6 separate regions of the Mus musculus genome follow, and regions 1, 2, 3, 4 and 5 are each linked to region 6. Evidence: chromatin contacts called from public HiChIP or PLAC-seq data. All regions are on one chromosome and are shown on one strand. The core of a region is the stretch at or near the end of the contact, and the rest is flanking DNA. Distances in the headings are between cores, read along the strand shown.

The links. HiChIP or PLAC-seq counts read pairs in DNA pulled down with a chosen protein or histone mark.
Region 1: an H3K27ac HiChIP or PLAC-seq map of heart atrium shows a contact between it and region 6, with 19 times the contacts expected there. The contact joins two enhancer-like sites. A contact is called at or near these places in 1 of 15 datasets of contacts at CTCF or cohesin (the NIH/3T3 cell line), 71 of 484 Hi-C or Micro-C datasets (the 3T3-L1 cell line, the AML12 cell line, the C2C12 cell line and 47 more), 8 of 115 datasets of contacts at active chromatin or transcription factors (a beta-TC-6 cell line, bone marrow-derived dendritic cells, embryonic basal ganglia and 5 more) and 4 of 9 other capture datasets (adipose tissue, embryonic stem cells, embryonic trunk and 1 more).
Region 2: a contact with region 6 is called in an H3K27ac HiChIP or PLAC-seq map of heart atrium, with 8 times the contacts expected there. The contact joins the promoter of Glt28d2 here to the enhancer-like site in region 6. A contact is called at or near these places in 7 of 39 promoter capture datasets (the 3T3-L1 cell line, cranial neural crest, embryonic stem cells and 4 more), 1 of 15 datasets of contacts at CTCF or cohesin (the NIH/3T3 cell line), 4 of 115 datasets of contacts at active chromatin or transcription factors (craniofacial prominence, forebrain, heart atrium and 1 more) and 1 of 9 other capture datasets (embryonic trunk).
Region 3: an H3K27ac HiChIP or PLAC-seq map of heart atrium shows a contact between it and region 6, with 14 times the contacts expected there. The contact joins two enhancer-like sites. A contact is called at or near these places in 1 of 484 Hi-C or Micro-C datasets (frontal cortex), 1 of 115 datasets of contacts at active chromatin or transcription factors (heart atrium) and 1 of 9 other capture datasets (embryonic tail).
Region 4: an H3K27ac HiChIP or PLAC-seq map of heart atrium shows a contact between it and region 6, with 11 times the contacts expected there. The contact joins two enhancer-like sites. A contact is called at or near these places in 1 of 15 datasets of contacts at CTCF or cohesin (the NIH/3T3 cell line), 2 of 115 datasets of contacts at active chromatin or transcription factors (cardiomyocytes and heart atrium) and 1 of 9 other capture datasets (embryonic tail).
Region 5: an H3K27ac HiChIP or PLAC-seq map of heart atrium shows a contact between it and region 6, with 21 times the contacts expected there. The contact joins two enhancer-like sites. A contact is called at or near these places in 1 of 15 datasets of contacts at CTCF or cohesin (the NIH/3T3 cell line), 2 of 484 Hi-C or Micro-C datasets (bone marrow-derived macrophages and cerebral cortex) and 3 of 115 datasets of contacts at active chromatin or transcription factors (embryonic basal ganglia, heart atrium and stem cell-derived neural progenitor cells).

Annotation. Positions count from the first base shown.
Region 1 is chr3:85,551,821-85,556,715 of GRCm38.p6, forward strand. It overlaps Gm3740. Among named protein-coding and RNA genes, the nearest start is that of Gatb, 20 kb to the right of the region's middle. Within about 2 kb of position 1,876, at least 32 of the 459 cell types and tissues checked have an H3K27ac peak or open chromatin away from gene starts, as enhancers often do. A contact at or near this core is called in heart atrium, where this site is marked.
Region 2 is chr3:85,884,596-85,889,425 of GRCm38.p6, forward strand. It overlaps Glt28d2 (glycosyltransferase 28 domain containing 2), which reads right to left and starts at 2,923. Exons shown (of 2, transcript NM_177130.3): 1 at 2,532-2,923.
Region 3 is chr3:85,634,225-85,638,918 of GRCm38.p6, forward strand. Gatb (glutamyl-tRNA(Gln) amidotransferase, subunit B) reads left to right here. Exons shown (of 13, transcript NM_144896.4): 10 at 2,700-2,833. Among named protein-coding and RNA genes, the nearest start is that of Gm46809, 61 kb to the left of the region's middle. Within about 2 kb of position 3,072, at least 29 of the 459 cell types and tissues checked have an H3K27ac peak or open chromatin away from gene starts, as enhancers often do. A contact at or near this core is called in heart atrium, where this site is marked.
Region 4 is chr3:85,856,150-85,860,968 of GRCm38.p6, forward strand. No RefSeq gene overlaps it. Among named protein-coding and RNA genes, the nearest start is that of Glt28d2, 29 kb to the right of the region's middle. Within about 2 kb of position 2,197, at least 37 of the 459 cell types and tissues checked have an H3K27ac peak or open chromatin away from gene starts, as enhancers often do. A contact at or near this core is called in heart atrium, where this site is marked.
Region 5 is chr3:85,587,055-85,591,813 of GRCm38.p6, forward strand. All of the region lies in intron 2 of Gatb (glutamyl-tRNA(Gln) amidotransferase, subunit B), which reads left to right. It overlaps Gm46809 (a long non-coding RNA gene), which reads left to right. Exons shown (of 2, transcript XR_001783869.2): 2 at 1-2,772. Among named protein-coding and RNA genes, the nearest start is that of Gm46809, 13 kb to the left of the region's middle. Within about 2 kb of position 3,292, at least 24 of the 459 cell types and tissues checked have an H3K27ac peak or open chromatin away from gene starts, as enhancers often do. A contact at or near this core is called in heart atrium, where this site is marked.
Region 6 is chr3:84,926,654-84,931,332 of GRCm38.p6, forward strand. All of the region lies in intron 4 of Fbxw7 (F-box and WD-40 domain protein 7), which reads left to right. Among named protein-coding and RNA genes, the nearest start is that of Gm40080, 51 kb to the left of the region's middle. Within about 2 kb of position 2,703, at least 3 of the 459 cell types and tissues checked have an H3K27ac peak or open chromatin away from gene starts, as enhancers often do. A contact at or near this core is called in heart atrium, where this site is marked.

The sequences.
Region 1 (4,895 bases), core at 626-3,125, 620 kb after region 6:
AAAGCATACCAAATATAAATGATAGCTGAGATTCTTGGCTGGTGTCTTGCTTGGATTAATGTGTCCTGATAGCATTAGGGATATAAATATAAGTGAAGTATTAAGAGCAAGAGTAGAAATTGAATAATAACTCTTTTCTGAAGAGTAATTGCGTTGGAATAATTTGCCCTCACCATTTCCATGGGTGCCTAGAATAAATATGTAATTTGTTTTGATCATTTCACTTGACAAAATTAGACTTAGTACAAGTTTGAAGGGGCGCCCTCCCCCAGTCCCCAGTGTCTGTGCTTCCCTCTCTTGGATTCTGAACCTTGGTTTTACAGATGAGGAAGATGGTTATATAATGTGTTACCCACGGGCTCATGTGCTGAATGCGTGGCTTATACCCGATGACATTATTTTAGAGAGATGATGTAAACTTAAGGAGGTAGGCCCTACCTGGAAGACGCAGGTCACTAGGCAGGGGCATTACTTTGAAAGTCCCTGATCCCATCCACTCTCTCTTACTTCTTATCTCTCATGATATAAATATAACACCCCACACTCTACACTCCAAGCATTTCTGCTTTGCTGTGCCCTTCCCATCATAGAGGACTGGGGCACTTTACACCAAGGTAAAGCCTTCCTCCTTTGAGCCAGGCATTTGATCATATTGGTGAGAAAGTTATTATCATACCTTCATTATTTCTGCTCCTACTTTAGCTCATATGTCTACAGAACAAGGCTCATAAACAAAGCTAAGCAGAGAAGCAAAGGGCATTTGCTATTTGCCCCTTTTCAGCCCCACATGGTACAATCACAGAGAACTAGAAGTTATCACCACCATGGAAATTCCTAAAATGTTTTTCCAAGCATACTCACGGAGACCTTTTACCAAGGAGAAATGAGAGCACAAATGCTCCTAGCCCTCTACTCTACTCACATGGCTTCTGCCAGTCAGCTCAGCTCTCAACACTCCTCTCCATCCCAGGCTATCAGTAGAAATACAGAAATCACAGGCATACACAAAAACCTAATATATGGATGCAGAACACATTCACGTGTACTAAATACCAGTCTCTGCCTTTGGATAACACACATGATGCTGAAATCCAAACACAACCTTCCATTATCTCCATGGGAGTTTCTACATGCATCAAGGGGCACATTTGGTTTAGATCAATTAAGTTTGTTTTTCTTTTATTACTTAGGCACATAAAGCAGTCAAAATACATTTATTATATATTCTTTTTAAAAAAATAATTTCCCTGCATATACATATGTTTTACAAATACAACAGGCTTTCCACTGTCAGGACTCAGGCAGTGGCAGCTTTCATTTTTCTCCTTACAGGGAAAGATGGGCTCATACAGGTCATTTCTGGAAGAGGCACTTTCTTACTTAGTGTAGAAAGTGAAAGAAAAGAAAGGGAATAGAAGAATGGAGATTTTTTTTTAACTTCAAACAATCTGAGATTCGTATCTTTAAACTTACAGTCACAGGGCAGAGACTGGCTGGGATACTCCTGTAAACCCATCGGTTAGAGAGGCCACGTCTTGTCACCTCCAGACAATGGCAGGACACACTAATGCAGTTAAGCCATGCTGCTGCTCGAGCGTTGGGGGAGGACTGGGTCATTTCAGGTCAGTCTGGATCCCTCCTTTCCTCTGTAGGGACCTTCTGCACAGAGATGAAACTCGGGGACACAGGACACACTGCTTTGTCCTTACAGGGAAGTGCCACAGACATTTGCCTCAGTAGGCTCCTGAGGGTTTATCACACTTGCTCTCTGGGATCTCCTTATTCAGCTTCTTATTGGAAGCTGTCTGTTGTCTCATTCCTAAACAGGGAGCCCCGTGGGATCACAGGGCACGTCTGTCTCAAGCTCTCCTACAACTCCACAGTGATGCTTATGACTCAGCAAATACGCGTTGAATGGATGAGTGTGTTCATCTATCCAATCCACATATAGCCAGTGGTGAAAATTAGTCCACACCTTTGAGAAGTTCTCAGAAGAGAAATAAACACTAAGCCATCGCAGGGAGAGTGTGGGAGGGAAGAAACCATGCTGAATTAGATAGTACATTTGTATTACATGATGTGTGATACCATATGAAGACAGGCACATTCGCTGTTCTGCTCCCTCCCACGCTGATTAGTAGGTTATTCTTTCAAAAATTAGTCACAGAGTGTGTGGGCACTGCTGCCCTCTCAGTCTCTGGGAACCATGCTAGGATCTAAAGCTGCCAGTCCTGAGGTACAGCAGCTGCGTGCTGATCCTAAGATGGGGTAGAGTTCGGGCTGCTGAGACGCTTAGCAGGTGCCTCTAGATAACTCTGGGTATTGGGTGGGAGTAGGTACCTGGTTTGAAGACAGGGTGACTTCAAAGTTCAATATCTGTTGTACATACTCATTTTTACAGCTAGTGGTAAGGTGATGGTTTCTGAGTCTGTGGTGGTTTGAATGAGAATGCCCTCCCATAGGCTTTTCTCTCCTCCCACCCCCACTGCCAGGTTAGGATGTACACTCACAGCTATTTCTCCAACACATGCCTCTCTGCCTGCCATCACATTCACCATGATGATGAGGGTTTACCTCTCTGAACCTGTAAGCAAGTTCCCAATTAAGTGTATTCTTTTATGAGTTGCCTCGTTCATGCTTTCTCTTCACAGAAATAGAACATTAAGACAGAAGTTAGTACCCAGGACCACCAGCAGAGGGATGGCACCACTCACAATGGGCTGGGCTGGGCACTCCACCATCACTAAGACAATGCTCTAAAGGTTGCCTACAGCCCAATCTTATAGATGCATTTTCTTAGCTTAGGTTCCTCCCTCTCTGATGACTTTTACTTGTGATAGGTTGACATAAAACTAGCTACCAAAGCACAGAATGTCTTCAAATGCCCCGTTACTCCTGGCTTAAAGATCTATTGTTAGCAGCATATAGGTGATTCCATTGGCCTGACCTCAGGAACCTAGCTTAAGCACCATGACCTGAGGCCACTGCCAGGTGTGACAGGTGTGTGCTGCCACTCTATCTCTCTGTGTGTCCTTGGTGTTCCCTCTCTTGTTCTTAGGGTGTGCCCCTCTCTCTGTCCCCTTTCTCTGTCCTCATGGCTCTGTTCCCGTCTATCTGCCTGTCTATATTCTCACTTGCCTGCCTCTATCCCTTCCCCAGGTCCTCTCCCCTCCCCCTCCTCCTATAGACCTCTTTTACACCAGGTCTGTTGCTCAGGGGCACATCTCAGCATGGGCCACCAAAGGTTCCCCCTTCATAACACCTATGGTCTTGGGACTGGAGGTCTTTTAGCTAATGAGCCACCTGTTATCAGGAAAGATAATCTGTGTTGTTATTATGCACAAACCTATTGAATACATGCTATGGTTTCATTATCTGTGTTCCCTTACCCTAAATAAAATGAAGTCTAATCTCTGCTAAGAGATTATGAGCAGTTAGGAGAGATTACTAGAGGTCATGAGAATTCTGATCACTTAAAGGTGGTCATTCCCTGTATTAAAGAGGCCTGGGGAACTCACCTGCCTTTCTATATTTTGAGAAGTCATAGAAGGCACCATTGGTGAGAAACTGCCCCTCTCCAGTCACTAGATCTACTGGTACCATAGTCCTGGACTTCCAAGGTTCTAGAGCTATGAATAATAGTTATCTTGTTTATAAACTACCTAGTCTAAGATACTTTGTTATAGACGTCCAAACAGACACAGAGGACAAAGATTAGATTGCAGCTTTATTTGTACCCCAAATGAAAACTTGATGCATGATTGGAATAGCTGCCTTGTTGTCTTATAGCTAATAACAATAAACTGATGTTTATTGAGCAGTGCTGATGCACCAGGGCTCAATTCTACACATTTCTCTATTGGGTGACATATTTAGAATTCATAACTGTCCTCTAAGGTGGCTACTGTTACTATAGCATCTTACAGAAGAGACAAGCCCAGAGGGTTTGAGTGATTTGCTTTTGAATCACATGGCTCATAAATGATAGCATGAGGTAGAACCTAGACAGGCAGCTCTGGAGACACAAGCCCTAACCACTCATCATTACTACCATCTGTTGAATGCTGACTGTGCGACAAAACTTATTTTTATCCCTGTAAGTATCTTTTATTTTTAGACTTGTGGAGTGTGTGTGTGTGTTCATCTGTGTGCAGGTGGAGTGAAAGGTCAGCATTGTGTCTTCCTCAATTATTCACCTTTTTTTTTTTTTTTTTTTTTTTTTTTTGGAGGTAGAGCCTCTCACTGAACCTGGAGTTCACTGATTTGGCTGGATTGGCTGTCTGTAATCCCAGGGATCTGTCTGCCTCTCCCTCCGCAGTGCTGGGATCACAGGCCTGCGTCATCACATCTGGCTTTCTCCTGAGTGCTCTCAGTTTGATCTCAGGTTTGTATGTCTAAGTAAGCATTTTTACCTATTGACTCATTTCCCTAGACCAATAAGTCTATTTCTTATAGAAACACTGATAATAGATATTACTTTCCCCATTGCAGACAAGGACATTTATAGATGGCCCAGTGTACTGGCTGGTTTTGTGAGTCAACTTAACACAAGCTGGAGTTATCACAGAGAAGGGAGCTTCAGGTGAGGAAATGGCTCCATGAGATCCAGCTGTAAGGCATTTTCTCAATTAGTGATCAAGGGGCGTGGGGAGGGCCCGTTGTGGGTGGTGCCATCCCTGGGGTGGGTAGTCTTGGGTTCTATAAGAAAGCAAGGTGAGTAAGGCAGAGGAAGCATGCCAGTAAAGAACATCCCTCCACGGCCTCTGCATCAGCTCCTGCTTCCTGACCTGCTTGAGTTCCAGTCCTGACTTCCTTTGGTGATGAACAGCAATGTGGAAGTGTAAGCTGAATAAACCCTTTCCTCCTCAACTTGCTTCTTGGTCATGATGTTTGTA
Region 2 (4,830 bases), core at 1,673-4,172, 960 kb after region 6:
GAGATGGTGTCAGTGAACCTGCAATCCCAGTGCTGGAGGTAGAGACAGGAAATCCCCTCAGAATTCTGTTCCTACAAGATCCTGTTTCAAAAAATAAGGTGAAGGATACCAAGAAAAACACCTAACATTGTCCTCTGACTTCCAAAACACATATACACACACACACACACCTTCTAATAAATAAATAAAGTAAAATCCCATTTTAACATCCAAAAGCTTCATGAATTGTAACAGGGGAAAAAAATCGAAGTCTGCCCCATAAGTCAAAAATCTTAAATTCAAGTCTCAGTGCACTACTATTCCCAGAACCTGGGTATGTCCTAAACAATTCTCTTTACAACTCTGAGCCTCATCTGTTTTCCTCCTGTGTAGTCTAGGTACGTACGATGTACTGACTGGAAGGTGTTCACATTACACTGCTTAAATATGGCCGCCTGAAAGCACTTGTCAATCGTGACACTGTAGAAAGGTTTGTCTCTGTTAGTGTTTTATCCAAGAGATCCATAAACAAGTTCCTTGGAGTTCTGCTCACTCTTCCAACACCATTCCTCTACTAACCATGGCTTGGAATTCAGTGAGAATAAAGATGAAGTAGCTGTAAACTGAGCGTCAAAGCCAGAGCCCGAGGGTCTGCCCTTTGGACAGGCCTGTGGACAAGCGCACAGAGAATGAAGCTCAAGTTTCTACGAAGAGATCAGAGATGGTCAGTTTGTAATATTTCCACACAGGAGGGATATTCTTCATCAAATTCTCCTCTAAAAGCAACAGAAGATGTCACCGGGGAATAGAGTGCTTCCCTAGCAAGCATGAGGCACTGACCTTAAAACCTTGTAGAAAAAAAAAAAAGTAACATAAGCTAACAATTTTACTCCCCAGCTTCTCTGTTCACCCCCACCTTGCTGCATACATTTGTGCATTTGTTTCTTGGTTTATAGCTATTGACTCTTAGAGTCCTGCTAGGGGAAGAACTTCACAGAAAGAGCTCTGAACCAAACCTAGGAGGTACAGAACTATCCAGCAGTTAGAAACAAGAAAAAGCTAGCTGGGCAGGTGAGCCTAAATGACTACACCACTCTCAACCATTCTAGATCCACCTCAGCAATGCCAGCCTCTCTTGCCTTTCCTCCCATGTAATTTAATCTTATTCCTAAGACTATAAGACAAACGGCATACGAGACCTCAAACTTAACTTGTATCAAAGCAAAGATGGATAAAATTCTTATCAGTGTCATGAGAAAGAATTTGCTGGTATTCAAAGAAATCAGTCTTTATCTGAGAAATAAAGCCAACCTGTCTACCATATTGGACTGAATCTCTCACCCAGTTTCTTTCCCAAGACCACTGACATTATCCAAATGAGGACATTGGCTGGGGTCCATTAGGTCCAGGCAGCTTCACACCAGGTGCATCTTCACACCAGGTGCACAAGAGAGGTCAGGCAGGTACATTAAGGACAGGAAATCTTCCCCTTGCTAATCAACAGGATAAAGGTGATTAAGCAGGAATTATTTTTCAATGACCTATATAATTTCATCAGAGCTGCTATGGCTATTAGCTGAAAGCAGCTGACTTCCTAATGAGATGAACTTGATAGCAGGGCCCTCCCAGAGCAGCCCACAGAGTAGTAGGCCCCATCTAAAGAAAGCAACAATTGGTCTGCCATCTCCCCCGCCCACCCCACCCCCTTCCTCCTCCTGAGAACAGCCTGTCTTCATTTGGAGCTCTTTTCTCTTAAAGGAGGGGATGTGGTACCCCCTGCGCCTGGATGGCTAGGGCTGCAATACCTGTAGAATAGTTGACAGCTGATCTGTCAAGTACAGGAGGCTAAAGCCAACCTGGGCTAATTCTCAGCACCCACTCACAGGAGTCCCAAAACTCCAAGCAAACACAGTAGCTGTCACCCCCAACACCTCACCCACCCGAGCTTGAAATAAAACAATAGCTAGCTAACCTCGCAGGAGTGGGGTTAACAAGGGAGCTTTGTTGAAACCAGGGAAAACAAGCACACACACACGCGCACATACATACATATACACACACTGATAACCATAACTCAAACTCAGTTTCATCAGAGAATTTATGAAATTGAGCAACAGTAACCCAACAATAAATTCCTCACAGCAGGAAAGTGCTGCAAGCCCAGTGGCACCGCCTCTGACTCTGGTGTATGCCAGGAAAGGTTTGGAGAGGAAGACAGACCTAGATCTCATCGTCTCTGCCAATTATTCCTGGGGGACCCAGGCGCTGCGACCCAAGGGACTGAGAAAAGAGGTGGAGAGCCTGATGACATCTTCCTCCGTCAAAACAAGCTGGCCTTCTTCTTCCAGGGTCAGTCCTGAGTAACGTCGCCTGCAGGAGCCCCCAGCGTCCCGGGTAGTCACTGGACTTCCCCAGCCGTCCTACCAGTCCTCTCTCCAAAACCTGCTCCTGCCACCCAGCAGGATGCAGGAAGGAGGTTCTCGGGACAGTCTCTTCCTCCTCCAACACCCTAAAATAAAATAAAAGCAAGCCTTCAAGCACAGATTTCTTACCTGCGTGCGGCCGCGGATCCTCCTGCTACGCAGTGTCCCCTAGACAGTCAGAAAGTTTGTGCGACGGTCCCGGGTGCGGGAGAACAACCGAGCCTCCAGCGCACAGGGCACAACAGAGGACTGAGCCGGCTCCTCTGGGCCTAACACCCAACTCCAGGCGCCCGGGCAGCTGCCCTCGGGCGTCTGGGCGCGGTGACCTCCAGCCCTGGCTTCAACTCAGTCTGAGGACCCGGGGACAAATCACCCAGCTAGAGAAGGTCGGGGCACAACTTTTCTCCAGCACGTCAGCGGGTGACGGAGCTTCGCAGGTCTCGGGCTGGTCCCCGCCCCACAGCCCGCACCCTCCGAGGCAGGGAGGTGGCAGGGGCGGGGCCCAACCTGCCGAGCGACTCAGGGGCCCCGCCCCCAGGGCCTCCACCGCCTCCGACCCCGCCCCCAGTAAGCCCCGCCCTGTCGCCCAGACCCGCCTCCGCCAGGTGCTCGGGAGACTCGAATTGCGCGACTACAGCGCGCACCGGTTTCCTAGGTGAAGGGGGCGGGGCCTCTGCGAGAAAGTTTCCACCGAAACTTGAACTGGAGCGTTGTGGAGGACGCCTCGCCCTTGGGGGCTCGCCTCTCTGGCGAACTTCATCCCTCCTCCCGCGTCACGCCTGACAGGCAGGCACGCCCGGCTGGTTTCTAGGGTTTTCTGAGGAAAGGAAGCTGCACACCGCGACGCGCGGACGTCTTAGATTTCCCACTTCCAGAAGGTTTGAGTGCGGAGCCGTACGCATCGCCCCACGCGGATTCCCTTCGCCTGGTCTCGTCTTCCTGAGATATTTGAACTTTAACATGACAGGACAGTCCCAGTAGATCTGAGGCAAAAGATGAACGTGATCTCCTTTTACTGGACTGGAAAACTCGCCTGAATGAACAGGAGGCCATTTGGTTCCAGCAAGGAAGCAAAGAGTTGCAGTTTTGCAGTTTAGTTTCTTAGGGGTAATTTTAGTCGTTCGGACCTTATTTGTGAGCTTGAGGGTATTGCATAGGTGTGTGTCGTTCATTCACTGGCAACTGTCCCCACTGCCACCCTACCTCCAGCCAAAAAGAAAGGGCTGTTAAATGAATAGTCCTTAGCAAGGATGAAAGTTCGCAACTCGGAGCTCAGGAGAATGGAGAACAGCAGGGAGGTGGTGGCCCTTTGGCACTGTGTGGTACATTATCCTCTTCCAGGGCCCAACCCTCGACCTGGGGCGACCTTTGCCTAAGGACTGAGAACAGCATGCCACGCCAGCTCTCCCCTTCAGTCTCCACGCCCTATGTGCTTGGACGGTCTGTCCAGGCTCTGCTTCCTGTACTTTAAATCCCATAGGAGGAATTTGAATCTTGGTTAGCGGCTCTCTTGCTATTTGCATTGCCCTGTGGTTAGTGTGGCTGAAACTTGAATTGAGTCCTCCTCCCAGCGGATGGGGCTACACCACAGTCTGAGAAAACGGATGTGGAGGTTTTCCACCACAGCATCCTACTGGCGCCTCACCAAATCCTGCTTCTGAGGAAGAGTCTTCCTTTGTTCTGCATGAATGACCTCCGGAGATAACCAAAATCGGGCAGATCTAGTTTTCTAATTTTCCTTGCACCCATAGCAACTGGATGGTACAAACTTCATGCTTTCTCCTACTATCTGTACATCACCACCACCACCACCACCACCACCATGCCCGAATCACCAACTTTCGCTTTTGCCGCCTGAAGATAAAAAAAAAATGGTTCCTGAATATAAATCGGGGGTAGGGGGGACGGAATAAGAGAGCAGGGTTTTGCGAACAGCAGGTCACAGGTCTGCTCTGCCTTTGGAATATGGGCAAATCATTCCTTTACTCAGCAAATACCCATTGGGTAACTTTTGTTTGTCAAGCACTCTTGGGGGGCTGAAGAACAAAAACATTAACAGTCTCAACAATTATAAAATAAGCATTTTCTCAAATGTCATGAGCACCCACAGTGGTGTGCTTTACTGTCACAGGGCCAAAGCAAATGGGCAATTGATAATGAACTGTAAACCAAAATGAACCTTCCCTCTTTTTAAGTTGACATAAGTATTTTGTTACAGTAATAAAAGGTCAAATAATACAATTAGTAATATGTTAGCCTTTCAAAATAGATTTTTCCTTCCCAGTGTTATTCCTGTATACTCTCTTTGGCTGAACTATATACATAATATTAAGACACTGAAATTAGACTTCTTTATTGAAGAAGCCAAACATTCCTCACTCTTCCTGCTTTTACTCCCATTTGTAAATGCAGTTATATAAAGTTTTAC
Region 3 (4,694 bases), core at 1,822-4,321, 710 kb after region 6:
AGCTGACCCAGTGTTGGCTCTGTGTATAGTTGAATGCTTTGAGAAATGAGATTTAAAAGAGGCAAAGATGCTTTGCAGTTGAAGATTGCCTGATAGCATGCATAGGGCAGGGTTTGTGGCCCTTGCTGCTTTAGACATCTCTGAAGCTACACTTGGAGTCATGTCAGCCATGAGGTTTGACCTGCTGCATGGCTGAATTTTGGATAGACAGGGGCCTGTTGTTTGGGGGAAGATGTTAAAGGCCTAAAGGAGTGGCCTTGCTGCACCACTCTCAATAGGGTTTTTATTTAAGAGAATTACCAGTCCACTGTTTTCCTCACAAAGCCAGATGGCTGGGCTGCCATATTCATCAGAGATTTCAGAGATCTGTTCCAGGCTTATTACTGTGTGCCAACTTCGTGGATCTAAGAAAACTGTCAAGAAGCAGCAGGTGTGTGTGTGTGTGTGTGTGTGTGTGTGTGTGTGTGTGTGTGTGTGTGCGCGAGCGCGCGTGTGTGTTCTCTCCTTAGAAAGTGGACACCTGCTTTAAAGGGCAGAGCAGGCAGTCCCTGTGCAGCTCTAATTGATCAGTCATTCTTTAGGCGGTGGCAGCTGCAGCAGCCTCAGCCCCTTGCAGCCTCACTCCCTGTAGCTCACTCTGTTGCCATTGCTAGTTTCACATCATCTTTAAATTTTGCACTGAAACCTGTATCCCCCAGTGAAGTAGAGTTCCAGCTCAGAGAGGCTTCATCACAGCACTGGCATGTGAAGACAAACAGAAATCTGACTCGCAGGGTTATCCATCCAATAATAAAACCACCCAAGGGTAAAAGAGAAGTTATCCATCACATCCCAGCCACTCAGCCAAGCTGTCAGGCTTTAGTGCAGTTTTTCTAGGTGGATTTTGGAAAACTTTCCTTGCAAAACAAGGTTGTTGCAAGGAAAACCTTGCAAAAGGTCCTGACAGCTCATCCTACCAGTGGGCTAACCTGTCTGAGTGAGAACAGGAAGGACTCTGCCTGCCCAGGGTGAGCCACATAGCCCTTCCTCCCCTCCCCAGTGACTCGTGAACCAGTGGAGAAGTTTGAAGACTTTCCAGAAGTTAAGCAACACATCTTCGAGTTACCTGGGTTGCCTTTATCTATAGTCAAGTTTGGGCTGCTGAGGTGGCCTTTGCCCTAGTTTAGCATGAGCAGAATAATAGTGGTGGCTCAAAAGGAGATGCAAGCAATGATTGTGGGATTATTCAGTAGGCTTGTCACCAGAGAATTCATCAGTTAAAGGCCGTGTAGATGCTTTTTATTGTGGAATGTCTACTGTAGCAGCTGTGTGCAGATGTACGTATTAAACTTCAACAGTAGCTAAAGTTTGAGTGCACTTTGTTAGTATGTCTCACTTTTTAGTATCTTGGTTTTCTAGAATGGTCATTTGCTTAATGAAGAATTCTACAGGGAAAGGGTTATGAGTTTAGCTGAAGAGTAAACATAAGAATATTTCAAGAATAATATTGTATAATTTGAATTCCAGTGGGTAAGAAAAATATGCTGCTTAAAAGTATGCATCTGGAGACTAGAGGGATGACTCAGTGGTGGGAAGTACATTCTGCTCCTGCAGAAGACCTGAGGTCACTGCCTACAACCGACATTGGCACATACGTGTACATACTGCAGTGTGTGTGTGTGTGTGTGTACATATGTAATTAAACATACCATCTGATTTTGGAGGTTTAAGTCTCTACTACAAATAGGACATGTTTTTATTTTTCTTACAGAAGTATTAGGGCTAGCTTAATCACTGTGAGTTGATGAGTAGCATACAACTTGATGAGTGTCTTAGCTGCTCTCATGCATAATTGTGGCAGTACCTAGTACTTCAAGGTGAGCATGGTACAACAGAGGACGAGCGTTCACATGTGATTTATAGTGGGCACTTGGTGACAAGAGACCCCAATGCCATACACTGGCTCTTACCAAGAGTCTTCTGTGGCTAGAACCTACATGTCTGTACTTACCAGAGTGAATGCAAGGAGCATGCCCTTACTCATACTGCAGTCCAGAGTGGGGCAAGCAGGAAAGCCCGGAGAAAAGTCTCCTCATTGGACCAAGCTGGTGAATATCTTGTGGAGCATGAGAAGAGGGGAGGCCACCACTCCAAGCTTAGCTCAGAAGTCAGAGGCTTCCTCTACCCACTGTGGAGCTAGTCTCCCTGGGTCACACATGTACATCTTCTTGCTTGGTTTGGAACAGTCTAGCATCATTGCCTATCTCTCAGGACGTGATGAATACAGGTGGCTTTGTTCCATCTGTCACCTCCTTTGGTAGTGGTCACCAGGGCATCTAGAAGGGGACAGGATAGAAGAGAGAAAGGTCATCAAAGTCAAGCCATGTAAGTCTACTTCACTACCCTGAGGGACAGCAAGTTCAGAAAAGAGTAGATGTCACTATCCTCCTGTCCATGATGGTAGGCACTCTAAAATATAGGTATACTCCCTTTAAAATATGCTTGTATGAATTCTGAGTGGCAGTAGAAGGGTCTTTATGTTTGCTGAAGTAAACAGACTGCTCTGGTGACAGCTCAGTGTTTCAGAAGGAAGCGTAGATGTCCTGTAGCAGCAGAAGGCAGTGGTTTCCAACTGCCTTCCAAATTCGGGTCTTTAAATTTAGGGAGGAGTGTAGGTGCATACATATGCACAGACACATATATACTTTTTTTTTTAACAGAATGAAGTTGGCCTACTGGAGTTCTTCCAGAATGTGATAAAAGAAACTAGGACAGAGCCAAAAAAGGTGACTAACTGGGTCCTGAACACTTTTCTGTGCTATTTAAAGCAACAGAATCTTGCAGTCAGTGAGAGGTGAGTGAGGTCTGGGGGTTTCTTTCTTTCTGTATCATGAACTCTGTCCAGAGGCAATTGAAATAGGACAGGGTAAATTTTTTACTCTGCCTGTTCTCCCTCAGGGTCCCCTAACAAGATGACAAACAATCCCCTTTGAGTTCCACATTCTAAAAATAGTGTCCAACCCATCTGGAAATCCACTGTGCTCAGATCCCTGATAGTACGCTGTGTCTGCACACTGTGCCAGGGCTTAGTAGCTTGAGGATGAACAAGACAAGGAATTGGCTCCCTTGTGGCTTTTACAGACCCATAAGACAGCCACTCTTCTCAGTCTGACCCTGGTGTGCTAGAGGCATGCACATGGCACTGTGAAGCACAAATCTGGTGTCCGTGTGGGACGCAGGGAAGTCACTCTAGGCTTCCCTTAGGACATGATTCAAGATGCAAGACCAAAGGACTTTGGGTTGCTGAGGAAATGGGAGTGTGGGTTATAAACATCTCCAAGTGCCATGATCAGACAAGCAGCCAGCCATGTGAGCTCCAAAAACCCAAAGGCCCCGGCAGGCTGAGGTGGGCAGGTGACAGGCTGGAAGATTTTCAGGCCAAACTGGATCACAGGTCCACTCCAATTCATACTGGAGGATTGTGGCATGTATTAATAGCTTGGGCACTTAAAACAAAGTATCCCGAAGGAGTTCCTTATTTTCCACAGTTCTACAGGCTGAGAAGAACAGCAATCAGGGCTGACCTGTTAACTTGCTGGACCTCAGATGGCTATCAGCATGCCCTATCATCACATGATGGGGTGTTGGGGAGAGAGAGAATATTTTCTGGTATCTTCTTAGAAGGTTCCTAATCCCATTGTGGAGCCCACCCTCATGACTTCATCTAACCGCAGTCACTCGATGAAGATTCTTCCTTCTCATGACATCACATCAGATGGTTACAGCTTCACACTGGCGTGTATTGTCAGCGTGGGTCCAATTCAGTCCTTGGCAAAGTAAGAGAGCAGTCAGCTTGTCTAGTAGGAGGAATCTCAGTAGGGAGAGACTGCAGATGAGCAGTGCCCTTGAAAGGCCTGTGCCTAGATGACAGTGGCCTGGCTAAAATGAGATATACCAAAGAAGGGAAGTGTTCTCTCACACACACAGGGCTTCTCCATTCCTCACTTGGGCACCAAGGTGAGATAATGGCTGTCTTTTGAGGTCTGGCAGGAGCCGAAAGAACAGTGAAGGCAGGGTTTAGGGAGGATGCTCTGGGTTGAGCTGCTGGTAAGACTGACACCAAGTGGGGTGTGCAGCCGTCACAGCACATGGATCCACAGCTGACCAGAATGCCTAGGGGTGTCCATTGAGAGTTCCCACTTATTCCATCTGCACACTTGTTAGGGCTCAGCCTTGTAGTAACCAGGGAAGAACAGCCCACAGGACAGGCCCAGGCATGTCTCTGAAAGAAGCCAGTCACAACAGTGAAGCAGCAAAGAGTGGGTCAGAGAGGAAAAGACAGCACCTGACTCGCTGAGGACAAGCTGGGTTTCTAAGGCATTCACGGGGTAAAGTTGTTCCTGACCTAGAACACTCATGGAAATGTTGAGGTGAGACCTGGAGTCACATGGTGCTGTGGAGTTGATGGTGCATGTGGCAGTCTGTGAATGTAGCGAAGAGTCCTTGAGAAGACACTAGCCTGGGCTGGCTGAGGATGGATCCTGTGTCACTCTCAGAAGCAGGACAAAGAAGGGGATAGACAAACTGCTGAGGAGTAGAAGGACTACCAGGTATCCCAGAATTCGAAGGAAAGAGTGAGGGACTGGGGAGATAGATAGCTCATGTGGTACAAACATGGGGACATGAGTTTGGATGCTCAGCTCCCATGTGAAAGA
Region 4 (4,819 bases), core at 947-3,446, 930 kb after region 6:
AATCTGACTGAGGCAATTCTTCAGTTGAGGTTCCCTCTTCCCAAGTGTCCCAAGCTGATAACAAAAGCTGACCATGCAGGGCAAGAGGCTGAGGAAGTGTGTGTGTGTGTGTGTGTGTGTGTGTGTGTGTGTGTGTGTGTGTGTTTATGTGTGTGTGTGTATATGTGTGTGTGTGTGTATGCGTGTGTGTGTATATGTGTATGTGTGTGTGTGCGTGTGTGCGTGTATGTGTATGTGTGTGTATGTGTGTATGTGTGTGTGTGTATGTGTGTATGTGTGTGTGTATGTGTGTGTGTGCGTGTATGTGTGTGTATGTGTGTATGTGTGTGTGTATGTGTGTGTATATGTGTGCGTGTGTGTGTATGTGTGTATATATGTGTATGTGTGTGTGCGTGTATGTGTATGTGTATGTGTGTGTATGTGTGTATGTGTGTATGTGTGTGTGTATGTGTGTGTGTATATGTGTGTATATGTGTGCGTGTGTGTGTATGTGTGTGTATATGTGTATGTGTGTGTGTGCGTGTGTGCGTGTATGTGTATGTGTGTATGTGTGTGTGTGTATGTGTGTGTGCGTGTGTGTGTGTGTATGTGCTGTACACATATACTTGATCAGCTAAGTTGCCAATTTCCTATTTTTCCAAGCAAAGACAACTCATTTGAAGCCATTACTATTGTTAGATATTTTAACAATCACATAATGTAAAAAAGGATATTTTAATACCCCCAAAAGTAGGAAGGGCATGACCTCAGACTTTTCTAAACCCCTTGAAACTTTATGACGTTCTAGAAAGGCACCTGCATCTGGACAGTTTTGCAAGCAGTTTATCAGGTTCCATCTCAGCTACGAATTATGACCCTGCTCCCCACTCCCACTACTCCATTACCCCTCAAAAGGGAAACCTACATTGGAGAATCCATAAATATTATAAATAATAAATGAGATATTTAAGACTTTCCAAAGTGGGGGGTGGAAATTTCATTCAGTTGATTAAGAAGGACTGGTCTGAGGTGGAGGAGGGACAAAGCCACAATGACACAGTGAAAAGCAGGACCGAGGCCCCTTCAGGAGGCACCTGCCTGGGCCAGAGACTAACAAAGGGCAGTCAAACGCTGCCTGCAGAGCTCGGACGGTGGAAACCACAAGGAGTCCCCTGTGGAATTCCTATGTCACAAGAAGCATATCAGAAGAAGCCAGCAGAAGCCTGGAGTTTAGTGATAAATTCTGGCAATTTGAAATAGATTCCAGTGGCCTCTTGTTATAGTTCTTGAGGTCCTGTTTGAGAAGAAAGCTCCATCTACCTTGTACAAGAAAAGTTCTAACCACTGTGTCTGCGTCTTAAGCCATGAAACTGACCACATCCTCCTGGAAATCAACTCATTTGCTTTTTCTGATGTGGCTATCCCATCCTTCAGGAATTTGCTCCTGATGGTAACATGAAGATGGTGTCACTGGTGGAAATCAGAAAAGCAAATTATTTCAGAAAAGAATAAAAGTGAAAAACTAACAGAAACATCCACTCAACATTGTCTACTGGATCATAAAAAGATTTCATCTATTTGATCATCCAAGAATGTTTTTGAATCCCTACATGTACCTATTGTATGTCAGGCACTTGAAACAAAAAGATAAAGATCTCTCTCTTATCGAACTTATGTCCAAGCAAGGGGAGAGAACAGACACAAGGCATTGCATAGCATGCAAAAATGCTGCTTTCAAAAGGAGTGAAACAGTATCAAAGGAAGGAAAAAGTAAAAACCATGCAATGATTAAGCTAAGAGAAGGGGCCCAGGAGCAGTGTGATGGGTCCATGTCCCTTTCAGAGCCAGAATTCTGCCATCCCAGATCAAAGAGTCAGGCAGAGCAACCCCCACCCTCTTGCTTCAGCAAAGGCAAGATCAAAGAATTGAAGACCCATTGGGACTTAAAGAATTGAAGAACTGTCAACATTAAAGACAGCACCTTACATAGGAGGAAACAGAGGCACACAAAGTCTAAATAACTCATCTTAGAGCAGAAGAGGGCTGAAAGCAGAAGGGAGACCCAAGACTCCAGCCTTCCAGTAACTTCTTCAAAAGTAGAAAAAAGAAGGTCAAGTCCTTTTGCAGGTAAGGTAACTATGCAAGTGGCATGAGCTATGTAACAGCAATAATACACAGCAAATACTTACAGGGCACTCACTCACTTCCTGCCAGAGGCTGTCCTGTCAGGAATAATAATCTGAAATCATTCCCACATCCCGCCCCCTAGGGCCAACTCTAGTGTTAGTGCTTGCACTTAGCTCTTGCAGTCAACATTTCAATAGTTCCATTGTTTGTCTGTTTTGTTTTGGAGGTGTTTGGTTTGGTTTTGGTTTGGTTTTGATTTTTTTGTGGGGGGAGGTTGAGCCAATGTCTCTGGCCCAGCATAGCTTCTAACTACTTCTGTAGCTGAGGCTGACAATGAACGTCTGTTCCTCCTGCTTCTGTCTCCCAAATGCTGAGCCACCACACCTGACTTCTGCAGTGCAAGGGATCAAAGCCAGCACTTCCTGCATGTTACACAAGCACTCTACCACATGAGCTACAGCCCCGCGCCGTATGCTCACCCACATAAGTCTTATGACCCTCAGCTTAATGCAAAAGCTGCACTTGTAGCACCTTTGGGGGCAGCGTTGGGGACTGAACCTGGGCAAGCTCTGTGCTAAGCAAACGTTCTACTGTGCTAAGCCAAGGAACAGAGCTAATTTTAAACAGCTTACTGATATTCATTCAGCCACTGTCAAGGTGCCAAATGCGTGCAAAGCCCTTCAAAGAGTACAACTAGTGGGAACACTCTCTCCAAGCACATTCTAAGGCAGTAAGGCAAGTTAGGTGCACCACTAATGGTGGCCACAAGAAGTGAGGGCCAGGAAAAAACAAAACAAACCAAGCTGCCGTAGGGTTGAACAGAGAAAGGAAAGGGGGTAAGCTCGAGCTTTGTTGCAGTCTACGTGCAGACAGAAATGTGATCTGTCTAATATTCCTGTCCACAGGGTAAAAATAAACCAGTTGGTCAAGAGAAAGAACAACTATTTTTGATACTGAGATCAGAAAGAACTGTACCCTGTGCTTCCTAGTAGAAGACTCTGGTTAATGTAGTAAAAATCCAGCAGATAGTTTTTTCTACACTCAACAACAGTGATCAGTTTTCATGGAGAGGAGCAGTTCCAGTTTTTTGTTTTGTTTTGTTTTGTTTTGTTTTGTTTTGTTTTGTTTTGTTTTGTTTTTTACATCAGGCCATTTAACATGCACACAGTCAGAAGAGTGCTCAGCTCCCCCCCCCACCCCCCCCACCCCCCGCCTGTGCTGTCCACAAAGGAGACACTGCAGCACAGCTGACCCTCTTCAGACAACTGCACCTCTCCAGCTGCGATCAGACTCTGTGAGGGTCTGAAAATGCCACCGTGCTGTCCGACTGAAGTCATTCTTTCCCATATAAATTAAATCACAAAAGCATTGTGACCCTCCATAGAAACGAAAAATAGGTCACCAGTCTAAAACAAAGTGTATCGATTTAGAAATGTTTACCTTTCTGTGATGGCACTGGGAGTGTAGGCACTGGAAATCAAACCTGGGTCCTGTGGAGGAGCAGCCAGTGTTCAGAACGCTAAACCAGCTCTCCAGTCCAGGCTTCATCCACTCTAGCCCCAGCACTCAGGAGGCAGAGACAGGAGGATCTCTGAGTTTGAGGCCACCCTGGTCTACATTGTGAGTACCAGGACAGCCAAGGATACCCAGAGAAACCTTGCCTGGAAAGAAAGAAAGACAGAGGGGGTGGGGGGAAGAGAAGGAAAAGGAAAAGGGAAGGAGAGCAAGGCAAAGCATGAAGGGAAAGAAAAGAAAAGCTGACCAGAAAAAGTGGCTTGAGGCGATAATTAATAATGACACTACAGAATAAATGAAGGCAGCAAACTAGTTATTTGGATAAGTATTTAATATGCTATGTATTTAACTAAAAAAACTACTGGACTTCTTTAGTTAAAAATATTTTTGTTATAATGGCATCTACTTTATCTTCTGACCACTGAGAGAAATAGAGTTTGCCTTTTACAAAAAAAAAAAAAATGTTTAACTTAAAAAAAGATCTCTCTTTAAAAAAAAAAGGTGGGGGGGTGGGGCTGGTGAGATGGTTCAGTGGGTAAGAGCACCCGACTGCTCTTCCGAAGGTCCAGAGTTCAAATCCCAGCAACCACATGGTGGCTCACAACCATCTGTAACAAGATCTGACTCCCTTTTCTGAAGTGTCTGAAGACAGCTACAGTGTACTTACATATAATAATAAATAAATCTTTTTTAAAAAAGATCTCTTTTTATACAGCATAGTCTAGGCAGCAAGAAAGCAACTCTTCTTACCTACTCAGCAGCCTACTTAACACTCGGTCGTAAGCAAAGCCAAAATGCTGCGCAGTTTCCTAAGGCAGGGTCTGCATAAACTGACTAGAAATTAAAGCAATACTATATTGAGCTAGCTCAACTGTAAGGATTACCTCTGAACCTTAGTGTTCATGTTATTGATAATAACATGAACACTAAGTTTCCAAATGGAGCCACCACAAACACTTGTGAATGAATGATCTTCTTTCTTTTTCTTTTTCTCTTTCTTTTTTCAGTTCTTCTTGCAAAGAATCATACACCTAGGAATGTATAACTGACCAAGAAACAGAGTGGGCCAGGTCAGCATGCAAATATTCCCCCATGGCCTCGACTTGCATTATCTTTCATTGAGTTTTACAGTCTGGGGTTGTATAGACCACTTCCTCAAAAATTATCTGTGAAAATAACCAACTAAGATGAAGACCAT
Region 5 (4,759 bases), core at 2,042-4,541, 660 kb after region 6:
GAAATCCAGATCATTATGATTGTTGGAGTAAAATGCAAGCAAAGCCCTATGTAGAGCTTTGTCCTACAGGTAAAATATGCAGATAGTGCAGGAACCAATCTTGAAGCTGCAGATCATGAGAGCAGAGTAGGAAGAAATGCATAGGTCATTTGGTCTACTCCTAATGTACAGATGAAGGAAGTGCTGTTGTGACTGGCCCATCTGTGTTTGCCCAGTCACCCACTCAGGTCACTCTCACTTTAATAATTGGGTTCTGTATTAGTCAGGGTTCACTAGAGGAGCAGAACTCTAATAGAGTGAATATATCTAATGAAGGAGATGTATCTGATTGGCTTGCACAGTTGGATCTACGTAGTCCAATTGTGACCGCCTTTACAGTGGAGAGGCTGAGAAACTGGTGACTGCTCAGTACACAGGGCTGGGTGCCCCAGCTCTTGCAGCCTGGCACTGCAGGCCTGGGTAGCTCCTGCAGAGCCCCTCCCTGGTCTTCAGTCCATGTTGGAAGATGGAAGAAGCTGTGTCATGACATCAGTAAAGAGTAGCAGGAGTAGTAACAACAGGGTGGATGGACTGAGCAGCTAGGAGTGACCATGGGCAAGTAGGAGCAGCACACTGTGCCTCAGACCTCCTCATGTGGGGGCTGTGGGGGCTGCTATGGAAAGCGCTGTGCCCCACACCAGTTCATGCTTCAGGCAATACTCTCACAGACCAATCAGACAAAGTCATTTAGTTGATTATAGTTCTAATCATGTTGACAACCAAGATCGACCACCCCAGCTTCTAATCTGTGCTCTTCTATAATTGGAGTTGAAATAACTTTGACTTATGTAGGTGGCTGGTGTGTGTGTGTGTATGTGTGTAATTGTGTGTGTGTTAAATCTCAAACATGAATACTAGTAACAGGTGTGTATAATGTTTATCGATGTCCTCTGATTTGCTTATATACATATACAGCATTGACTGCCCAGCAATGACCTTGTTAATGCTTGTATGTGCCATGTGTGATGGCCTCTGGTTATGAGACTTAAACCCAGAGAAAGAGAAAAAAAGTGTGCTTAGAAGAAAGGAGATCTAACCCAACTAACCACAAATCCCATGACCTGTGCGTTGCATACAACTGTGACTTCAGCTTGCCAGTATTCACTGTTCAAATCATGACAATAACAAAAATTTATTTTAGATTTCTTTATTTTTGTTTCATTTTGGGTATTCTTTATACTCTGTTCTGGCTTATTGATTTTTCTCTTGTTATGCCTATCTTTAACTTTTTAAAAATTTTACTGTAAATGTCTCATTCGTGAAAATTTTATATCTTTCAAATATCTTGTTTTTCTGAAAATAATGTCTTTCTTAATATGTTAGAATCTTGATTTGTTCAAGAACTTTAAATCTACTTATTTTATAGGCTGTGTTTAGTAATTATAGTACTTGAAAGCACCTAGATGACCTTACTCTGACTTTTTTTTTTTTAAACTAATTCTGGCTAAAGTGATTGCCTTCTATGTCTTGTAAGTTTGGGTGATGAAGGGCTGATGAGAGGGATCCATTAGAGGTTTGCTTGAGAGTGAGCCCTTTTAGAGCCCTGCTTCATTGGCTACTTTCCAGTGCTCCCATCGCTATGGCACACTTCATTTATCTTTCAGTTTGAGGATTCATGGAGCACAGAGTTAGAAAATTTCACCTGAGCTTGTTTGAGAGCAGCCCATTAATCCTTAGGGGTGGCTCCTGCTAAAACAGAACTCAAGCTAAGACGTGACTGAGGTGGAAACTGCACACAGGCCTTTGGGGACACTTTAGATATAAACTGTAGCAGTGGCCTTTCTTATCTCACCCTTAGTGAGTCAGTCCCTTAAGTGCTATATAGAAATGATGTCACCTCCTTCCTCGGAACTGAGTGGAGCAGCTGCTCTGGTGTTTGCAGCAGTGAAGATTTGGAGTTCATTTTCTCCTCTGTCCTCACCCTGAGAACCTGGAGGGACCCTGTCAGCTTTGTTCAGATGACTCCTGGGTCTATAGAGCCCAAGGCACCTCAGGGTTTCAGGAGTCGGCTCCTTTATGGCCATACCCTACTCTGGGCAACAGCCTGGGCCCCTCAGGTTCAGTTTTTAGCAAGAAACTGTAGGTATTGTATCTAGGAAAGGCTTTTGTCTCATTTTCATATTCTATATTCCATATTAGGGTTAGGGTTATTGATTTCTCTTTCTCTTAGAATATGTCCTCCAACAAGAGACAGGTTCTGAACTGTTTTAGGTTAACTTTGTCTACACAGCACAAAATGTCTAATAGTAGAAACAGAGGTAAGGGTGTATAGAAAATAAAATATGGGCATATTACCAGAGATGCTGGGAGTGCAAAGCTTAAGGGTCTTCTGGTGATATAAATATGTAATAGGTGAAAAAAAGCTGATAGTGTTTTGTGTACATGTCTGACACTTTGGTAGCTCACACAGGCTTTGTTCTGTTGATTTATGCGGAGGCCTGTCATAAAATGCAGCCCGAGGCCATGCTGCTGGGCGCCTCTGCTTTCCCAGAGGCAGTTCCAGAACTAAAACCTTGTTGCAGACCTGGGAAGCACTTCCATGCCAGTGTATGGCCGGTCTTGGTGGTTGCTATTGAGCTTCTTCTGTGACCTTGGGGTGCAGCGGTGGGGTGGTGGGCATGGGGGCAGTGAGTTGTTCTAGGTAGATTTTATAGGAACTAGCAAGAGTGTCCTAGAAGATTAACACAAATTATCTTCCCTCTGAGCGGTGAGAACTGCAGTCAGGTGGAGAGAAACGAATCAGCCTCATTTTTGATGACTGCTTTATTGATACTTTTACTTTATATGTAGCCAGATGTCTTCCAATAATTTCTGTCCAGTCGACCTCTGCTTCCTCAGAGTGCATGCCTCCTTCCCACTGTATGGAAGAAGCTGCGTCTATCAACAGACTGTCACGTGGCTCCAATCATGTGGCTGTGTGCCACTCATCCAGAGGAGCTCCTTCCGGCTCAGTCCTGAAGAGTCAGACTTGGACCCTGCGATGGGAATGCTGCTTCTCCACAGCCATTCCACATGTGAGCAGCTCAGTTCTCCTCACCACTTGTCAGAATGGTGTCTCCTTGGGGAACAGAAAAGGCCTAGTATATGGAGACAGGGGACAAGGGAGTGGAGGCTACATGAGCTCTTGAGGAATGTGAGAGCTCATGTGGCTGTTTAGCTTCTGTCATATTTGGAAGGAGCTGTGAGGCACTGGGGCGGGCTCTGTGGAATTCCTTGTTCATGTCATGAGGATGTACTTGTGTCCTGTCCAAGTCCTCTGGACAGGCCCTTCTATGGTGAACAGTTAGGAGCATTCAGCTCCATGTCTAGCACTTAGGGTCAGGGGGAGATCTGACTGCCTGCTCTGCTACGACATCTTGGGGAAGGCTTTCTCTCATCTTTTTTTAGAATCTTGGCAAAGCTAGGAAGTCATTGTGCCTTGGCATCTAGAGATGGCAAATCTAGGCTGGATGATTCTGGCAGAGTTAGGTATTCAGGCTGTGCTCCTCAAAGAGCATTCTGTTCCTCATGGCAGAGAGTTCTTGCTAGTGAGCTTGTTGCCTCTCAGCCTTCCACATCCAGTCACGTCCCTTGAGAAAAGACTCAAGCTGGCAGGAACAATAGGTAGAAATGAAAATACACTAGTGTTTCTAGGAGCCTTAAAATGTTCCCTTCTAAATTTTGATGTTTGAATCTCCTTTCACAGGAGATTCAAGCAAGAATCATAACCAAGGGTTCTTCTCTTTCATGCTCTGCAGCCTCCTTATGAGACCTAGACGAGTGAGAATCTGTGATTGTCAGACTCGTGCCATCACAGAGCGAAAGGTCAGGGGCAGCAACCCCACTTGGTAGGTGAGGCAGCTGGGGATTGACCCAATGATATAGGGAGGCCAGCAACCTACCTAAAATTATGGGTGAGAGGTGCCTTTCTACCAATCTTAGTGTAAAGCACCAGGCTGCGCTGCTTTCTGCAGTATTTGCTAATTGTTCACTTCCAGCAAAATACAACCAGGGACCTTTTCTTTACAGCTTTTGTAAACCTTTAGAATGCCTGGAGCCAGCCACTACCTTTGTTTGTTTATCACAGTCAGCTAGCCAGCCTATTTACCTTACTCCTTCCAGTTTACATCTGTGCAGAGAAATCCATGTCCGTGAAAGCACTTCCTGGCCTCTCACATGGCACATAGATTTCATTTGATATTATTATAGTATTCAGTTCTTGACTTTTCATCTTTAAAATATAAGTACTTTCATTTTATCATGGCCAATATGATGGTGGTACTAATACCTACCACTCCCCTGAAGTAACTTAGATGGCACAGTAACCTGAGTAATAGTTAAAACTAAAATTTCACCTAACCCCTTTCTTTCAGAAAAGCACAGATTGGAAAGTGTACACACATATTTACCCAGCAAGACAAGAGAATGCAAGTATCAGTAAAAAGTAAGGTCACTTATAGCATTTAGGGAAGCTAAATGTATTTTCTTTCTTTTTAAAAAAGTTGTTGTTTTGTTTTAATTATGTATGTTCTTTTGTATTTGTAGGAATATATTCACAAGAATACAGGTGCCCTTGGAGGCCAGAGGCGTGGGGGGGGGGTACAAGTGCTGGGGGGGTATGCGTCTCTTTACATTGTTATTAGGAGCAGAATTCAGGTCCTCTGCAAGAGCAGTACATACTCTTAATGGCTGAGCCAGCTTTCCAACTCTGTAAGTGTGTTTTCCACTAAAAAAGATATAA
Region 6 (4,679 bases), core at 1,453-3,952:
TAGAAAACACTTTTGTCTGTATAGTGGCATTTACTGAGATATAGGAAAGCTTTGTAATTTTTTTCTAATTAGCTTAGTTCCTTTTGAGTGATTTCAACTTCTATCTTAATAAGTGGCAGCCATGTTGGAAAATGAAGTTAAAACAATGTCTTCTAAATTTTGAAACAAGAACCCAAAGTGCTCTCTTGTCCTATTTCTTCTCTTCTTCCTTTTCTATTTGTTCTGTCTTCATGGTTTCCTTGTCTTTCACCTGTCAGTTTGAAAGCTGCTGTGGAGTGAGGTCACTGCTCGCATTTGAGATTTTACAAGAAGCCTCTGACAGCTGTAATGTCATTCGTAAAATAAGCGATTAGTTTACTCCTTCTGTAAAAGAAAATACCAACACAAATAATTTAAAAGACAAAAATTAGCAAACATAAAAACATATTAAACAATTGAAGTATTAATAGCGAAGTTAATAATGTTCTCTTCTCTTGTTCTTATTTTGTAAAGAACATACGGAGTTTTAGCTTGCAGGAGACTTTATGTCACAGGGCGTTTGTTTGGAAACTGCACAGAAGCTGATCCTGAAGGACCCATTGCCGAGGACCTTGAGGGCTTCCTGCAGGTTTTCTCATGTCACTGCTCTGACATTGCTTAGGTTACGGCCGTGCAGCTGCGTGCCAAGATAAAACTATGTATGGGAATAAAAGTTGTACTAGAAAATTAGAAATAAAGAACATGGCTAACGATTTGAAACAGTCTTAATCAGAATGTCCAGGCTTTGTTTTATAAAAACAGTGTTGAGTGTGGCATGACTCATTGCCTCTGACTCCTGGAAACCTCAGAGTTAGGAGACCTTCTCTTTCCACATTTGGTTACTTTAAATGGATTTTCATTATCTTTGTTAGTTTAGATATTTTAAGTGTTTATGAGAGAACTCTTCTGGAGTACCATATAGTTTGCTCTTATTTTATGCCAGATGTCTTGGAGAGCATCATATCCCTTCCAGAGGTGCTGACTCGGCTGCTATTTGTGGGGAGCTATTGTTTTGAACAAAATCGAAAGCATGACCTATGAAAATTGTGGGAAATTCTTTAAAACTATAATTATAGCTATATTTTTTAACTTTCATCTCTCTCTCTCTTTAAAAGAAAATGTGTTTATCTTATCAAAGTATCATAACTATGAGGGTAGTCTAATTTATCAGTTTTTCTAGGCTCTCACCTAATGTGTGTGAAGATTAAAGTTTTTCGTAACAGTAAATAACAAATAATAAACTAGCTGCTAATCAGTCACTATTGAGTACTTTAGCATTAAGGAACCCATCAGCTAGAATATTTGGTAAAAATCAGTTCCTTAGGGGGCCGGAGCCATAGCTCCATTGTTAATAGTGCAGACTGCTCTCATAATAGTGGCCAAAAGTTTGGTCCCCAGGCGTCAGATGGTGCACAGTCTACCTGTAGTTCATGGCCCACTGGCACCCTCTACTGGACTTCATAAGAACCCACATTCACATTCAGAGACTCCCTGTACACACACACACACACACACACACACACACACACACACACACACACCTCTACCTGCAAAAGTAATCTTAAAAAATAAACTCCATAGGTAATTCTTAATATAAAGAAGATTTGGGGCTTTAACTTATAATTTTAAGAAGCTCTGATTATCCTTTAGGAGAACAGAAATGATGTACGAGTTGCTTTATTTTCCCTTGAAACTGGAATGCTTTTAATTATGGTAGTACCATCAGTAACATTCTAAAATTCCAGTTTCATTATTTTTCTACATTTTGGTCACATCTAAAATAAGAATGCAGAATTGATTTTTCTTTTTAGCAAGAGAAATATTGGTGAATCTTATTGTTAGTATATTAGAAGAAAACCATTCTTACAGCTAATATTAGAATGTATAAATCTCACTTATTCACTCATTCCAGCTTTGGAACACTCAAGTATCTAGACTGTTCCTGTAGAATTTCTCTTATGTGTTACTCTTTTGATAGGCAGTTGTTGGTTTAGATCAGATTCTTAAACATCTGGTGTGCTCATTCAGCGTGGAAGACTAAGTGGGGTAGGGCTTGGGCGCAGGCAGTGAGTGTGGGAAAACACTCACAGGTCCTTCTCTGTTGTTCATTGTGTTTATGTTTTGAGACAGTCTTACTGGACAGCTCAGGCTGGCCTTGAACTAGAAATTCTTCTGCTGTACCCTTTCTAGTAGCAGGCTTTGGTTGTGTGTATCACCATGTTTGACTTTAAAGAGCCCAGTAAGTAGCCTAGGAACTGTGTTACTGGGTGACTACTATCATGAGCCATTTCGGTCCTTATTGACTTAAGTGTGAGCTGAATGCTGTAGACCAGGGACTCAAACAGGTGAGTCTCCCAGTTTTTGTGGTGATCCTGAGCAGTGATCTTACCTCCTGGCATTCCACTATCTCTGTGGTCTATCTACATACACCTTTTCCTAACATGCTTGGCACTTTTCAGCTGCTGTGATAATTAGGTTTGGAAGATAAGTCTGGGAGCATATTACAGTCCATTTGTAATATGCTTAAAATGTCTTGTATAATCACCTTCAAGATTTTTAACTTAAGCTACACATTGAGACAGTTTTACTCATTGAAATTTTGAAATGTTTATGTCAGTGGTTGGATTGTTCTCTGTTGCCTTGTTAGCCAGGGATCACACCTAGTCAGCTGAGTTCACCTGGCAGCCATTGAGACAGGCAGGGCTCCCTCACGTTGGCGCACTGTCCTTCCTGTCCACGGCCTCAGTCAGTGCTTTGGACAAGGACAAAGTGACACAGCACCTCTTCAGCAACATTGCTTTGGTTTAGGATTTGTTCTTAATCACTGTGCCATTAATAGAGACAAAGCTGTATTAAAATTTTTAGTGTTTTTTCAAATATAACCTAATGGGCTGTTGGTTTTGTATGTATAGACTTCAGTTAGTTTAGGTTGTATATAATTTTAATCTTGTTCTTTTAGTGGACTTTAGACCAGCCAGTTAATTTTTCAGAAAAGGCCTGCCATAATTATTAAGAAAATGTATTGGGTTTTTGTTTGTTTATTTTTTTGTTTTGTTTTGTTTTTAGGAAGAATGTCTAATGATCCCGTTTATAGTAAAATTTTCATATGTATAGAGATTTTTTTTGTGTGTGTTACTAAAAACTGTACCACAATCGTGAAGGCCTTTCTTGGTAAAGCAAAAGTATGAATTCTGAATTTAGAAATGTGATATCTCCCCAAATTATCTGGATTGAGTAGCTTATGTAGTAAATTTTATTTTCATTGAACAACTTACATCTCAAAAATAGGACATGCTTATTGTATGCAAAATAAAATACTTTCTTTATAACTTCCTAAATTATTAGTAATTTTACTGCTCAGAAACAACCAAAACAATAATTTTAAATATTTAATTATTTTTACGCAAAATTGGCAGTTAGACCCATTCTTACTGTATTGCTTGTGTTTCTCCAAGACTGTGAGTACTGGTAAGTGTCTGATCTGCCACGTGAATGTGGCAGTATTCTTCTTCTTTGCTAATTTGAATAGTGACATGCTTTGGCCATGTGTATACAAAAAATTTTTAGTCATATTATTATGCACAGATTTGTAGATGTAGGATTACTTGGTAAAGAATTAACTTTATTCTGTTCTTGGTAGGTAGTAATGAATTGTTTTACCGAAAATTGTACCAATTTTAAAATACCACAGGGCCCATCTAACCTTACTGTAAAACATATATGTCTGTTTATTCCTATGTAAACATTTTAGGGACATTACACTTAGGTGATGTCAGTTCCAATATTTCCATTAAGTACATGTCATCATACTCCATGAAGAAAGCATAAGAAGAAATCTAAAATTATTTGTTCATAGTGATGATCTTTGTTGTGGAAAAGGACCTTTGCCAGAGACTTGTCACCTGTATTATTTCCAACTGTAAGGATTTTCTACTCTTTTCATAGCTATGTTTCTGTGTCTTTGTCCAAATAGATTGTCCACATGTGTGATTTTAAAAATGTATTTCTGATTCAACATTGTCTGTTTATTGCTGGTCTTCTGATAGATGTCTTGGTTTTTATGTCATATTATACTCTTACACTCCTGGATTTTAGTGAGATATTTTTATAGTATTAATGGTGGCCTCTCCCAAAGTGTACTGCTATTAATAATCTCCACTACGAGAGTCCTTCTCCTGCGAGCTGCAGCAGCTGCCGGAGACACTTGCCTGCTTCTTACCCAGTGTTACTTAGGTCACATCTGCCATAGCTTTGCCCATTAGCCACTTTCTAGGCTTACCCTTCCTCCCTCTCTCTGCTGAGTTCCATTTCCACCATGATTAACTTGACTATCTTAGTTTCAGCAGTTTTCTTGTTTAAGGTGGCCAACTGCAATTCAACTTGGTTTCTACACAGTTCAGTGTCTGTTTCCAGAATGTTCAGCTGAATATATAAACACACACGAGTATCTCTTCAGCAGAGATAAATATAAAACATTTTAACACACATCATCCCCCCTGTGTTACGCATGGATTTTTGTCCCCAGGTTCTTTCAAGACCTCACGGTGGAGCCTGGCTGGCTGGCTGCACCTTCTTCCAGGCGCTGTGCTTCTTTGTGCCCTAGTGGTCCTCGTCCATTATCCTTAACTCCAGTGCACTCGCTGTTCTACCATTGCCCGTGG